Linked DNA regions of Mus musculus: region 2 is linked to region 1. A link is a contact called in public promoter capture Hi-C data. All regions are on one chromosome and are shown on one strand. The core of a region is the stretch at or near the end of the contact, and the rest is flanking DNA. Distances in the headings are between cores, read along the strand shown.

What was found. Promoter capture Hi-C pulls out the DNA fragments that hold promoters and counts their contacts.
Region 2: a promoter capture Hi-C map of liver shows a contact between it and region 1, with 4 times the contacts expected there. The contact joins the promoter of Kif15 here to the promoter of Rpl14 in region 1. A contact is called at or near these places in 2 of 39 promoter capture datasets (liver and pre-B cells).

What each region holds. Positions count from the first base shown.
Region 1 is chr9:120,567,670-120,574,762 of GRCm38.p6, reverse strand. It overlaps Rpl14 (ribosomal protein L14), which reads right to left and starts at 3,246. Exons shown (of 6, transcript NM_025974.2): 1 at 3,222-3,246; 2 at 2,566-2,667; 3 at 1,901-1,995; 4 at 1,088-1,187; 5 at 946-999; 6 at 110-668. The coding sequence starts at 3,224. The coding sequence ends at 369. Entpd3 (ectonucleoside triphosphate diphosphohydrolase 3) reads right to left here. Exons shown (of 11, transcript NM_178676.5): 11 at 6,436-7,093.
Region 2 is chr9:122,947,905-122,954,997 of GRCm38.p6, reverse strand. It overlaps Kif15 (kinesin family member 15), which reads right to left and starts at 3,917. Exons shown (of 35, transcript NM_010620.1): 1 at 3,846-3,917. The coding sequence starts at 3,864. 1110059G10Rik (RIKEN cDNA 1110059G10 gene) reads left to right here and starts at 3,998. Exons shown (of 3, transcript NM_025419.4): 1 at 3,998-4,193; 2 at 5,929-6,073; 3 at 6,890-7,093. The coding sequence starts at 4,086.

The DNA.
Region 1 (7,093 bases), core at 1,997-4,496:
ATCAAAATCATGCTGTGGAAAGAGAAGAAATGCCAAATGTATCACACATGCGAGGCAGGCAAGCCCAGCCCCACGTATCTTTCAACAATTATACTCGACTATGGTTCATCAAAATGAAGGAATTCCACCCGTTGGTGGGAAATTTATTTGTTAGGGTTAACGACACTGTTGTACTGTCATGGTACCCCCTGTATAAAGGATCAGTTTGACTCTGGCTGTATGCTAAGTACTAAGGCCTGGGTAGAATGAGTTTAAGTAGCCCATCCTATCTACAATCCCACCAGTCTATTTCCCACTTGGCGACAAGCTTAGAGTCCACACATGAGATTTACCACCGTCAAAAAGAACCTTTATTATTCTGTGTAGCCTCACGCTTTCTTGCCAGCCGCCTTTGGAGCAGGTGCTTTCTGGGCTGGGGTCTTCTGACCCTTCTGACCTTTAGCAGGAGGTGCTGCCTTCTGGCCTGCAGCCTTCTGAGCAGGAGCCTTCTGGCCTGCAGCCTTCTTGCCTGGTCCTGTGGCCTTCTTGGCTGGGACTTTAGCTTTAGCAGCAGCAGCAGCTGCAGCCGCCGCAATGGCAGCTTTGGCCACAGCTGCTTTTTTGGGAGAAGCTTTCAGGATAGCAGCTCTTTGAAGTTTCTTTACTTCAGTCTTGATTATTCTGTTCCTCTGAAAAAACACAGAAGAGCACTTGCTACACTCACACAACAATACGCCTTATGTCCATTGTTAGAAATTAAACTGCTTCCACACACATAAACTATAGAGAGATTATTTCCAAGACTCATTTGGTCATTAAGCCAGCTACTTTTACCCTGAGCAATCTTGCTGGCCCTAACCTATCAAGAGCTATAAACATCAATTACACACAACACCACAAAATAGGGACTGGCTACTCTTCCCTCATTACCCTACAGCCAATATAAATGTACATCTGAAGACTTACCATTTTCTTTGCCTTCATGACCTTGAAACGATCAAAGTCTGTCATCTTGGCTTTCTGTTAAAAGAAAAACAAAACTCAACTGATCTCCCCTGACATCTCAAGCACATCCCGCCCTCCAGAACTCAAAGCTTTGTGCCTTTACCCTTTCTCTGGCATCAATTTTCTTGGCCCATCTTGTGGCTGCCCATTTCGTATTGATATCCGCCTTCTCCCAAGCTTTTCGGACATACTTCTGGCGGGCACTATGAAGATCAAGTCACATATTACTCAATCAGCTTTATGGTAGGTCATGTCAAAAAAATATTTCAAAGTACACTTACCACTGCTCACACGTGTGCATAAAACCATGTCCCTTTGTAAATAACAAAAGCTGCTCCTTACACCTGCTATATTTTGCACATTAACTTGGCTAAGTTTCTTAACCACTAAAAACTTCTGCGCTTCGGTGAACCCTAGATTCACCTGTAGTCACTCCGGTACATGGTGACCATAACCACTCCACCAGCACCCCTCAGTTGGCATCTGTCTCAGAGACCACCCAGGTTAAATCCACTCTGTGGTGGCTCATTACAGCAGGTGCTTCATTGTACCAATCATTGCTGATGACAACCACACAGTGCTGCAGGACAGTCTTAATCTGCACCCCTCTAAAACACAACAAACCCCATCACTAAGGTGACTCAGACCAGAAGACTGCAAATTTGGGGCCAATTTGGATATATGAGAGCAGACATTTTCACGGAACTTATTGTGTGTGTGTGTGTGTGGGGGGGGGGGAGACACGGGACCCAAACAGGAACTTCATAATGGCAAAACGACCTGGGCAATTTTAAGTCAGTAAGTCTGTTTGTTAGATATAGGCCCCTTTCCTTGGTTGGCTCCAAACCATCTGTATTATCCGTGTATATATAGACTGTGGCACCAAACTGAAAAGCAACTTAGAACAAGGTGTTACCTGTGTGGGAACTTGAGGATGAAGTCAGTGAGCTGCATGCATTTGAAGGGCATGGCCTGCCTCCTCACCCGAGTACAGGGTCCATCCACTAAAGCCTAGGATACAAAATCAAGGACCTCAGACAGGCATCTAAAGTTCAAGATGGCTGTAACCTCTACGTAATTTCTAGCCCTTTCTGGACGAAATGTACATTACCATTCAAATGAAGAAAATGCACGTTTGTGAACCCAGTATCCTAAAAGCCTCCACTGTGGTATTTTCAGACAAGGTCAAGCAGCCCAGGCTAGTGGCAAACTCCTGCTTCTCCTACCTTATCCTCCCAGAGCCTGAGGTAGCAGGAGCCACATCTATCTTTAGAATCCAGGGACTCTAGCAAGCACTCTACCAACAGAGCCGCACCTCCAGCTCACTGAAGTCTTCTCAGTTACCTCATTTAAACTCACCTGCATTTGCCTGCCTCGTTTACCCGGTGAATTAGTGCTGTAAGATGAGCTAACTCTACCCAGTGCTTCAAACTCCGTGGCCAGTGTTTCCTCAATGGTAAACCTGTAATCTAAAGAACTCCACCCAAGGACCACTCTAGCTACCCTGAGTAACATCTACGGTGCTGTCGATCTTACGGCCACGTTAAATAAAGATTGTAAAATACTCCGTCCCACACGTACCCTGTTCTGATCAATGACATCTACAATTGCGACCAGCTTTCCAGCATGGGGCCCGAAGGAAATGTAGGCCACCCGGCCAACCTCCACGTAACGCCTGAACACCTAAAACAGGAAAAGAAACAAGGGTTGGCTTTAAATATTCCAAGTCCGCTGCTTACCGGCAACACAGGGCTCGGGGCCGCCCTGGGAGACGAGTTTGAACTTAGTAGCCAGCATTTTTTAACTTCAAGTATCCCGTGGCCACTTTCCCAGCACACGAGCTCCCTGGATCCGCTCTTACCCATGTTTGATACTCCTTTAGTTCTCATACAATTAATTCATCGTTCAATCCACTGAACCACTCCCCGGTTCGCTTTTTCCGGAGAAAAAGAACTGAAGGGAGCTCATGAGGAGCCAGGCCGCCGGGCAGGTCCGAGGCCGCAGCAGCGCCGCCATCCCCGGACCTCAGGCCCAGCCACTCCCGCCACTGCGCACGCGTGGCCCCGGTAGTGCGGTCCACGCGAGCCGCGCTCCCTGCGGGCTGGGTTCCACGCCCCGCTGCCTCCCCACGCGCTGGCCGGGTCGCGCAGAGCCACTCCACGCCGGGGCTCCCCCGCCCGGGGCAGAAGACGGGCGTCGCGACGGCCGCACTCGGAGCTCTCGGCACACACACTCACCATGTTGGCGGCGCTCAGCGAGAAGAGAGAGGGCCCGCCCTGCCGTGCGCATGTGTCGGCAGAAGCCCCGCCCCCGACGTCCAGCGTGCCCACCGATTGGTCGACGGGGAAACGTGCGTGCTTTTACGCATGCTCACTGGGTTATGACATGGCGGTTCCGGCTCTCTATGGACTGCTTCTCCTCAGACACGTGCAGTGAGCTTGGCGTTGTAATTTCTCCTTTCTATTTTGTTTGGGTTTGGGATTTTGGGGACAAGGCCTTTTAGTGTAGGCCTTCCACACTGTATAATCCAAGCAGGCTCGCTCGCAGCAATGCTCCTGCCTCAGTCTCCCAAATGTTGGCATGACAGGGCGGTCACTCCTGAGAACTTTAGGGATAGGAAGGACTCATAGGATGAACTGTCTGTCCCCAGCCCACTTCCCTTTTCTTCTGTATACACAGGATATAATTAAGACACAGCCGAGGGTGCTGGCGCTCGCCCTTAATCCCAGCCCTCGGGAGGCAGAGGCGGAAGCAAATCTGGATTTAAGGCCGCTTCCCCTACCAAGGAGACATACTGAGACATTGTCTTAAAAGTCCAAAGACACAGGGCTGGAGAGATGACTCAGCTGTTAAGAGCACTGACTGCGCTTCCAGAGGTCCTGAGTTCAAATCCCAACAATCATATGGTGGCTCACAACCATCTGTAGTGAGATCTGACGCCCTCTTCTGGGGTGTCTGAAGACAGCTACAGTGTACTTACATATAATAAATAGGCCGGGGGGTGGGGGGAGGCGGGCGGGGGAAAGGGAATATATTTCACAGATATGCCTCTTATGGAGGCATTCCTCCAAGTGGGGCTCCCTCCTCCCAGAGGACCCTAGCTGTGTCAAGTAAACAAGAGCAAAGGAGCACACTGGGTGCCTTCCTCAGTCACTCTTCTTCCGGTCTTTATGAGACAGCCTCTCACTGAACCCAGAGTTTGCCAGTTCAGATAGGCATGCTGGTCACTGAGCCCCAGGGGCACACTTGTCTCTACCTCCCCAGGATGACCACTGCAGGCCATCGATCCTAACTCTTCCTAACTCTTCATGTGTGTGATGGGGATCCAAATTCAGGCCTTTACAACATTAAGCACTTTACATACTCTTTTATGTGTGTGGAGGAATAGTCCCCTTGGAGGCCATTAAAGCTAGAGCTATGAATGAGCTGGAAACAGAACTCAAGAAAGCATTCAACTGCTAGTCATCTCTGTGGCTCTGAACGAACCCCATTTCAGACATTTTATTTTATTTTATTTTATTTTATTTTATTTTATTTTATGTGTATGGGTGTTTGTGAGCACCAAGCGCAAACAAACTTAGTACCTGCAGAGGCCAGGAGAGGGCATCACATCCTCTGGAACAGGAGTTAACAGAAGATTATGAGCTGCCAGCCTCTCTCAATAAATTCCTCATCCTAACGAGTCTGCTTTTGCTGAAGAGTGAAGCGGTACTGAGTGAGGAATCCCAAGGAAAAGCTCTCAGTCAGGACAGATGCCGAGAGCTCAGTGAAAAGATGTTCCAGACAAGAGGGACGGAGAATCCTTGCCACCTGCAACTCATGCACTCGGCCGGCGGGTCCTGGAGAGCTCGGTCCTGGAAAGCTTCACTGCCGGGAGCTTGGGGGATGAGACAGGAACCAACCAGCAGTGGACTCGGGAGTGTGGCAGAGCAGGGAAGAGTTTTCCTGGGGCACGTGGGAACCAGGATTCAAACCCCAAACTACCAAAATGAATACACTTAAAGTCAATCACAGTGGTTCAGGGAAAGAAAAAAGTTCACCTGTTGTTCTTAAACATGCAGCTCTTATATTTCCTTGATTTTTTTTATTATTAGGTCATTTTTTTTTTTTTTTTTGGAAAGGAAGCCTTAGATGAAACCTCAAATTCACAAGTAAAAATATTGCATATAAGCCATGTGCAGTGGTGCATGGCTATAATCCCAGCACGCAGCAGGCTTGGGTAGAAAGTGCCAAGAGCTTGAGATTAGCCTGGCATACATAGTAAGCACCAGCCGGGCCACATGGCAAAACTTTCTCAAATGAAAACAAAGTATGGAGCCGGGCGTGGTGGCACACGCCTTTAATCCCAGCACTCAGGAGGCAGAGGCAGGCAGATCTCTGAGTTCGAGGCCAGCCTGGTCTACAGAGTGTGTTCCAAGACAGCCCGGGCTACACAGAGAAACCCTGTCTCATAAAACAAAAAAAAAAAGAAAAGAAAACAAGTAGGGGAAGTGGCCTACTTGGTAAGGAGCTTGCCATGAGAACCTAGTTCAACTCCTGGAGCCCACATTAGGAAAAAGAAAGAAAGACAGCTAGGTGTGGTAGAATTATCTTGTAATCCCAGAGCTGGGGGTGGGGAGTGAGACAGGCCTGATTGGGCAGCACTGCAGTGAGCTGACTCAGCTCCTCCCTGGGCCCCTCTCTGGCGTTGAGATATTGGTTAGATTAACCTCTTATCTCTTTCCCTCTGTGAAATGGCATTTAAGAGTTTCCTCTGTATGCTGGGTGTTGTGGAACACACTTGCAGTCCCACCACTGTACCAGTGCTTTCAGGTCTGAGCTGGAGATTAGGTGTGAACGTGTGAAAAACACTACCTCAGTGTGAGCTGTAGTGGAGAGCCAGGGGTCTTGTCTGGGGTGCTCTGTGTGTGTGTGTGTGAGTGTGTAGTACTAGAGTATGTGTGAGACAGTATGTGTGTATGTGTGTGTGTGAGACTGTGTGTGTCTTCATGGTAGACACTTGGGGTATGGTGTAGGGTCTGGGTATCCGTAGGAGGAGCACAGCCATAAGGGCCATTAGAGTTGGGATAGCTGGGACAGTGTATGGATATGGGGAAGTGTGGCTTTCCCAGTGTGTAGACCCAGCAGGGTTGAGATACCTGTGGTATACATAAGACAGGAGGGACCCAGCTGATGGAGGGTTATCTGACAGAGCTTTCTCACAGGGGTGACAAACACAGACGTGTCAAAGGAGACATGGCCTTGGCAAGAGAGGCACACAGCTGGTTTTCTAATGACTACAGCCTTCCAACTAGCACCTTGTTATTCAGCCATGATCTTCAGCATGCACTCTTTTTAAAGGAAACAAACAATGTTCTGGTTTTATTCAATGCTTGTTTGTTTTTAAGTGAAAAAGCTGTGGGTGGGGCTTCTAGGAGCTAGAGATTGGCATGTAAAATTAAGATACTTGACTTTGTTTTTAAAGATTTATTTTACTTCTATTTAAAATCTATTCCATAACTTTTATGTCTATGGGCATTTTGCTTGCATGTCTGGCTGTGTAGCACATGCATTCAGTGCTGGAGAAGGCTAGAAGAGCCACAAGCTGTTTTGAGCTGCCATACTTATGCGGGGAACTGAACCCAGATCCCATAGAAGAGCAGCCAGTACTCTTAGCCAGTGATCCATCTTTCCAACCCCTATTTTTATTTCTGACTTATGCATCTTGGTGAGTTTTTGCAAGACCTTCTCTCAAAACCAAAACAAAGGCTGGGGCGATGGCCAGTCAGTCAGTAAGAAACATGCAAGGCTGAATTCATGACCCAGAACTCATGTCAGTCAATAAATAAATAAAACATGGAATCCCAGCCCGGAGGAGGCAGAGACAAAGCTATACAGTGAGAATCTTTCTTCCTTTTAAAAATACCACCTTGTGTCCTTAGGAGAAAGGGCATCATATTTAAGTTAACAAATACACGCTGCAAAATAAAAATAAGAATTTATTCCATATGGAGCCAGCAAACAGCCATGAGACACAGCATTGATTTGTAGCTTGTAGCTACTGAACTTGAAGACCTTTCCCATCCCACTTTGGAGGCAAATATTCCTGAGACTGCCTTCTCTTTTCCCA
Region 2 (7,093 bases), core at 2,668-5,167, 2.4 Mb before region 1:
AAAGATCTCCAAAGCTGGGCAGTGGTGGCACACACCTTTAATCCCAGCACTCAGCAGGCAGAGACAGGCAGATTTCTGAGTTCAGATTTCTGAGTTCGAGGCCAGTCTGGTCTACAAAGTGAGTTCCAGGACAGCCAGGACTACACAGAGAAACCCTGTCTTGAAAAACCAAAAAAAAAAAAAAAAAAAAAAAAAATTTCAGATTACTTATAATACCTAATATGGTATAAATGTTACGAAGTACTCAGTTGTATTATTTAGAGAATGACTAGAAAACAATTCTGTACATATTCTATACAGATGGATGTATTTTGTCCTGAATATTTCCTGTGTACTGATGAGCAGATGTGGAGCCCACAGACACAAACTGCCAGCCTCTCTGCTACCCCGCCTCATGCACAGTATCTCTCTCAGTGCCCTTTCTTGGCTATCATAATAAGCATTATTCTTCTGCTTTATAAAGCATACCTAAAGTACCTGATTCATAGTAAGCACACAAAAATCTCTGATGATCGAGACTAGGACAATAAGGATTCTGTTCTGTTCACACAAAAATTAAAAGCAAAATGTTATCACAGAACTTGATTTCTGGAGATTATACTTCCACCTATACCTTAACCCAACACCTGTGAAGTAGAAAACAAACAAGCCTACCAAACCACCCCGCCCCACAGCCCTACAGCACCTTTCACAGTCCTCTCAAATGTTGGTGACAAAGAGACAGTATGTGTGTGTGTGTGTGTGTGTGTATATATATATATATATATATATATATATATATATCAGTTCGTGTTATGACAGCTGAAATCTCAGATCATCTTGTTGCTTGTCCTTATGAACAGAAGGAGTTCAATCAATTTCAATTTGGTTTCTATTTTATTTCAATTTCAAATTGATTTCAATCAATCATCAGTCAGCCATGATGGAGTAGCAAAAACTGGATTTACTTAAGTAACTAGGAAACTGGACCAAAAATATGCAACAAGTCCTCAACACTGGACAACAGACAACAAAGTAAAGTGACTCTGGATCACAAGGCACAGTAAAGGTGGAGAGTCCACAGAGAGCTTGCTTATCTGGCTGAGCTGAGGAGAAATGGTTCAGAGTTTGGAAAAGTAAATGCAGCTAGATTCCGTGGGACGAAAACTGGAGAAGTGCAGGAAGAGAACCCACTCTGGATCTGCAGAGACCTCCTTAAGTGATCAGATGTTAAAGGGGGAGAAGCTGGGATAATGTTTTGTATGCTGTGAAAGGTATGTCTCTGCCCTTCCTCACTTAACCTAAGGCGTTCACTGGTTGGCTTTAATAAAGAGCTGATGATGTCCTAGAGCTAGGCAGGAAAGGAGAGACAGGACATGCCTTCACAGTATACAAAACATGTTACCCCAACAAATAGGCATGTGTGTACATGTTTGTGTTGAGTTACAAAGAGTCACGAAAGAAAACGTTTAACCCTCCACCCCAACAGTGAAGAGTTTCAGGGAAGAGGCCTCTGGTGCATGGCTTGAAACTGACCACCTCAGAGGCAGAGGAAGGAGGATCTCAGAGTTAGAGGTCAGTCTGGTTTATAAACCAAGTACCAGGATGTCGGAAACTATGCAGAGATTTTGTCTTAAAAAACAAACAAACAAGCAAACAAACTTCAGAGAAGTAGGCAGCTCTGGTATAATTCCTGAAACCTGAAAAGATGTATTGAGAAATGCTAGGACTTGAACACAGGCATTCTGGAATTCTTATTTCCTACCATCAGCCACCTCACTATACTATCTGTTGACCCAAGGTTAAAGTATAAAGTCTTATTATGAGGCTATCATAAAGTTGTGGCTTTACAAGGAAATCCTCTGTATACATTCACTGTACATCTTTTTCAACTTTGAGGTCATTTTTGTGTCTGCCTAGAAACATGTTAAACACTATTCATAGGTGTTTTACTCATGATAATTCAACTTAGAAACCCAAGTTCAAAAAAAAAAAAGAGTGAACTAAAGGGCAATCAAAAGGAGAACAAGTTGTAACATGCTTACCTAGTACAACACTAAACAGCAGTGATAGCTGCTGCTGCCTATCATGTGCCCACAGGCACAAAGTGTCAGGACAGTTACTACAACAAGAAAAAGAATATATGTACCATGCTCATGAGCTTCAAGAATAGGTAAAACTAATCGGTGAGGGTAGAAATCAGAAGACTGGCTGAGGCCGAAGGAGTTACTGACTGACTACAAGGCTATCGCTGTCCTAGCACTTGGGAGGTGAAATCCTGAGGATCAGAAGCTCCAGGCCCTGTCTGGCTTCACAGAAACCTTAAGACGAGCCTAGATTTTAAAAAGAATTTAAGCTCTATCATGTACTAGTTTGTACGCTTAAATTCTCTTACTGCTGAAGAGGTAGAGGAGACAGGCTACTTTAAATAGAGGAAAAGATCACACAGAGCTGTTCAAATATCAGTGTAATAGACTTAAAGGGTTACTAAAACAATTCATCAGGAAACAATAACAATTGACAAAGAGCTACAAACATGAACACTATTGTAAATTTCAAATGTATAATTTCACAATTTTCTCAAGTATCTCATTTTATTCTCAAATCTTATAATCAGCCGAAAAACAAAGGAAAAAAAAAAAAACCACACATGCCAGCACCCATATTCAGAAGCTCACAACCACTCATAATGCTAGCTCTAGAGTATCCAACCACTCCACGGCCATCTTCACCCACACAAGCAACCTACACACAAACTACACTCGCAGCTGTGCACACATATACACATGCATGTGCACTCACATACACACCAATAATTAAAAATAATTTAAGAAAGATAATAGGCAATATAAGAGGTGGCACTCATATACGTTGGAAGTGGGGGATTAAATCAATCTCTTTGTGATGAAAACAGATTAATATATATATTAGTCTACTCATAATCTGCACTTCTTTTTTCTATGTTTTTTTCCTCAGCCATCAATCACAATCTAAAACAACTAAATAGAAAATTCAGAATGAAACAATTTCTAAGCCTTTTTTTTTTTTTTTTTTTAAACAAGGTCTCAATATAAAGCCTCATGCTACACAACTCTTTTTAGCCAGGTACTATAAACACTACTCTCCTAACAGTCTCAGCCATTTGTTATTAGATCAAGTGGCTATATCACAATGCTTGTGTTCAAGTGACTTTTGGATACTAACTCTGTCATACTGTCTACAGAATTTCTCTCAGCAAGTAGACACCGTAGAATCTCATAGGATAAAAGACCGGTATAATAAGACACTATGTCAAAGACTACTTTCAAATAACTATTACTGTCTATTACTATAATTGAGGCAAAGACTACTTTCAAATAACTATTACTGTCTATTACTATAATTGAGGTATTTTAGTATTAGCTAATCTTAGTACACTTAGTTTACAGAGCACATTATCTATAGGGTTCTGTACTAAGATACAGTTCTGGTTTCAGGAACTCATGAAGTCTTGCATGAAGAATGGGAACTGTTGTAAAGGGACCGTTGCAATTCGCTTTAAAGTTCCCTCCTCTGAGGGTAGGCCACCGAAGGGAACACAAATCCCTTCCCTTCAAAAAAGGCAGAAATAGGTAATCAAGCATCAAGTGCAGCGCAAGGGCCGCCCTCAGGACACCAGAAGCCAGCAAGGAAACAGCAGGGTCCCATGCACAGAGAAGAGCGCTCGGGTGTAGGGTGGCCGAGGCGGGACGCCCGCGCTCCGTGAGGAACTCGGGTTCCCACTGCGTGTGCCGTCGTCGCCCTCGCGGGGCGCCCTAAGAGGTGACGCCCCGTAGCACCGGCATCTGCCAGCGGCGATGAGTTCACCAGGCAGGCTCGCAACTTACATTTGCAGCCGGGGGCCATGGCGACCCCGTCCGAGATTCGCTTACGCCAGGACCACCAGAATCCTCCCTTCAAGATGGCCGCAGATTTGAATTTGGCGCCCCAACGGACCACGCCTCCTGGGCGTGGTCGGATGGCGTCACTAACACGGTCTACGTCAGAAGTCCGCGCGGGCGACAGACACTTTGTACCCTGCCAAGTCTGCCGAGTGCTATTTATTGTTGGTCAGAACCAGAACTACCATGAGCAAGCGGAACCAAGTGTCCTATGTGCGGCCCGCAGAGCCCGCCTTCCTGTCCCGCTTCAAAGAGAGAGTCGGCTACAAGGAGGGGCCCACCGTAGAGACCAAGGTGAGGCCGCGGGAGTCGCCCCGAGTCAGACCCTCTATCTCCACCCCACTTCCGGCTCCTCGGTGCCGACGTAACTGACAGGTCCCTCACTCGCGACCAGCCGGACCCCAGGTCTGGCCTCTCGGGTCCAGGAATTCTTACTTGCAGGGTGCTATTCTTGAAAACGACCTAGCCCTAGTAGCTAGTCTAGACAGCTTTTCTGTCCTTTCTTACTTGCGGATCTCACTTTACCTGAGCAAGGTGATTGACAGCGTCGTCCCCTTTTTCAGATAAGGAGACCGAAGCCACTTGATTAAACGACTCGAATCAGGAGTCTTTGAAGGAATCAGCCAGGACTAGTAGAACCCCTGCTGTTTACCAAGCTGTGTGTCTCAAGATAGGGAAATGAAACAGTACTTCTCAAAGGGGGTTGTCTAATGAAGGTAACATTGAAAACACAATGCGTTCTTGCTGCCGAGAAGCTATGCACAGGTCAAACAAGAGGACATGCAGTTGTGTTCAAAAGCGCATCTAGGGATTCTTTAGTTTTGAGGGCTAGCTATGTAAGAGATGGCCTGGAGCATCCTAGACACAGTTTGAGAAAAAAAGACAGACATAATGGACAGTTGAGTACTCAAACTTAGTTGTCTAGACTCTTAGAAGCTGTGAAAGTTACATGGGATAAAATATAGTAGTGGGCAAAGGCCAAGTCATGCAGGGTATTCCCCATAAGATGACTGCCCAAAATTAAATATTAGACAGTTGCTTGAAAAATGAGATAATTCTGTATTTATCTCAAAGTATGCAAAACCTTTCTTAGTTAAAAAGTAGAAATGTTTTGACTTAGCTGACAAAATATAATTGTTACATTTGTACAGTGAGTACTAGGTTTCTGTTTGATAAATTTCAAAAGTTAAACAATTATGTACAGTATTGTTTATGTACAAAACCTTTTATATAACTATTTGTGTGTCCTTGAATAGCAGCTAATAGTATCTGCTGGGCAGTGGTGGCACATGTCTTTGAATCCTAGAACTCAGAATGAAGAAGCAGGCAGATCTCTGACTTCCAGACCAGCCTGATCTACAAATGGAGTTGCAGGGCAATGAAGGCTAAACAGAGGAAACCCTGTCTTGAAAAACAAACAAAGATATCTACAAAACTGAAGCTGTTAGTATATCAAATGAGCAGAGGTAGGGGAAAATATAATTTTCCTGTTATTTTCTGTACTTTTGTGGCTTGGATGGTAAAGTCAGGTTGTTGGTGTTTTGTTGGTTTTTGTTGTTGTTGTTTTATCAAATCCAGACAAGACAGGGATGAAAAATATTGATTAGAAAAGAGGAAGCAAGATGATGTGGCACTGCCTTCAATAGTCTAGATAGAAATTAATCCCACTGGAGAAGTTTCCCAGTTTCTGTTTTCTGGTATAGTAAAAATAAACTCTTTGGAGTTTATTTTTAATTAAAATTTTATCTTCTATTCATTTCAAGGATCATTATCCATTTTGCTTTTGTTCTAGTTTTGCTTGTTTGTTTGTTTTGTTATCAAGACAGGGTTTCTCTTTGTAGTCTTGGCTGGCCTGGAAATCACTGTGTAGACCAGGCTGGCCTCAAACTCACAGAGATCGGTCTGCCTCTGCCTCCTGAGTGCTAGGATTAAAGGTATACACAACCACTGCCCAGCCCACTTCACTTTAAAAATTACAGTTGCTCACAATGGCAGTGTTTGGTTAAAGATTATCAAACATTTTCTGTAGAAAATCCAGCCTCAGCTCCCAGATGAAGATGGCAATCACAGTGACAAAGAAGATGAACAGCCTCAAGTAGTGGTTTTAAAAAAGGGAGACCTAACAGCTGAAGAGGTCATGAAAATTAAAGCAGAAATAAAGGCTGCCAAAACAGGTATATCCTAAAATAATCTGATTTTTTTAATTGAATAGAATGGTTTGAAGAAAGCCTTTGGTTCAAGCATTAGCTTTTGTACCAGATGTGTAACCTTGAGCAAGTGATTTCACTCTGTGCCTCAAGTATCACTTCAGTGAAATAGAAAATAAGTAGACTGACCTTAGTGTACTGTATAAAGTATCCTATTGCTAAAATAGGCCAACCAGTCAATAGATATCTGTGTAATTAGTGCCTGAAGTATACTGTGTTATGTATAGTACTTGGTTTTTGGAGGTTTTTTTTTTTTGGGGGGGGGGGGGTTCGAGACAGGGTTTCTCTGTGTAGCCCTGGCTGTCCTGGAACTCACTTTGTAAACCAGGCTGGCCTCGAACTTAGAAATCTGCCTGTCTCTGCCTGCTGAGTGCTGGGATTAAAGCCGTGCGCCACCACACCCGGCTTTGTATAATACTTGTATTATTCCTATTGCATTGTTTTATGGAAAAATACTGTGGTTCCAAACAATTCAAAAATACAACCTTATGAGCTGGAAATACAGCTCAATAGTAGAGCATACATGAGGTCTAAGTGCAGGCCTCTTCATCTTCACTGTAATCAGATGGGGACTAAATATTATGGAAAACTTTAGTGAGTTTTTATTGAGTGACTGCATGTGCTGGGGGGGGGGGGGTTATAACTAAAAGCAATAGAGAAGACCAGACCAAATTGATTCAAAGACATCGTTAAGTACAGAATAAGATTTTCTTGTCATTAGACTCTTTGTTAACAGCAAAATAAAGAGAAAAAAAATGCTTCAATTTATCTTTTTCATCACAGATGAAGAACCACCTCCAGCTGATGGAAGAATAGTTTATCGAAAACCAGTTAAGCGTTCCTCAGATGAAAAGTGTTCAGGTTTAACAGCAAGCTCCAAAAAGAAGAAAACCAATGAAGATGATGTAAATAAGCAAAGTTCAGTTAGAAAGAACTCACAAAAACAAATAAAAAATAGCAGTCTCCTTTCTTTTGACAGTGAAGATG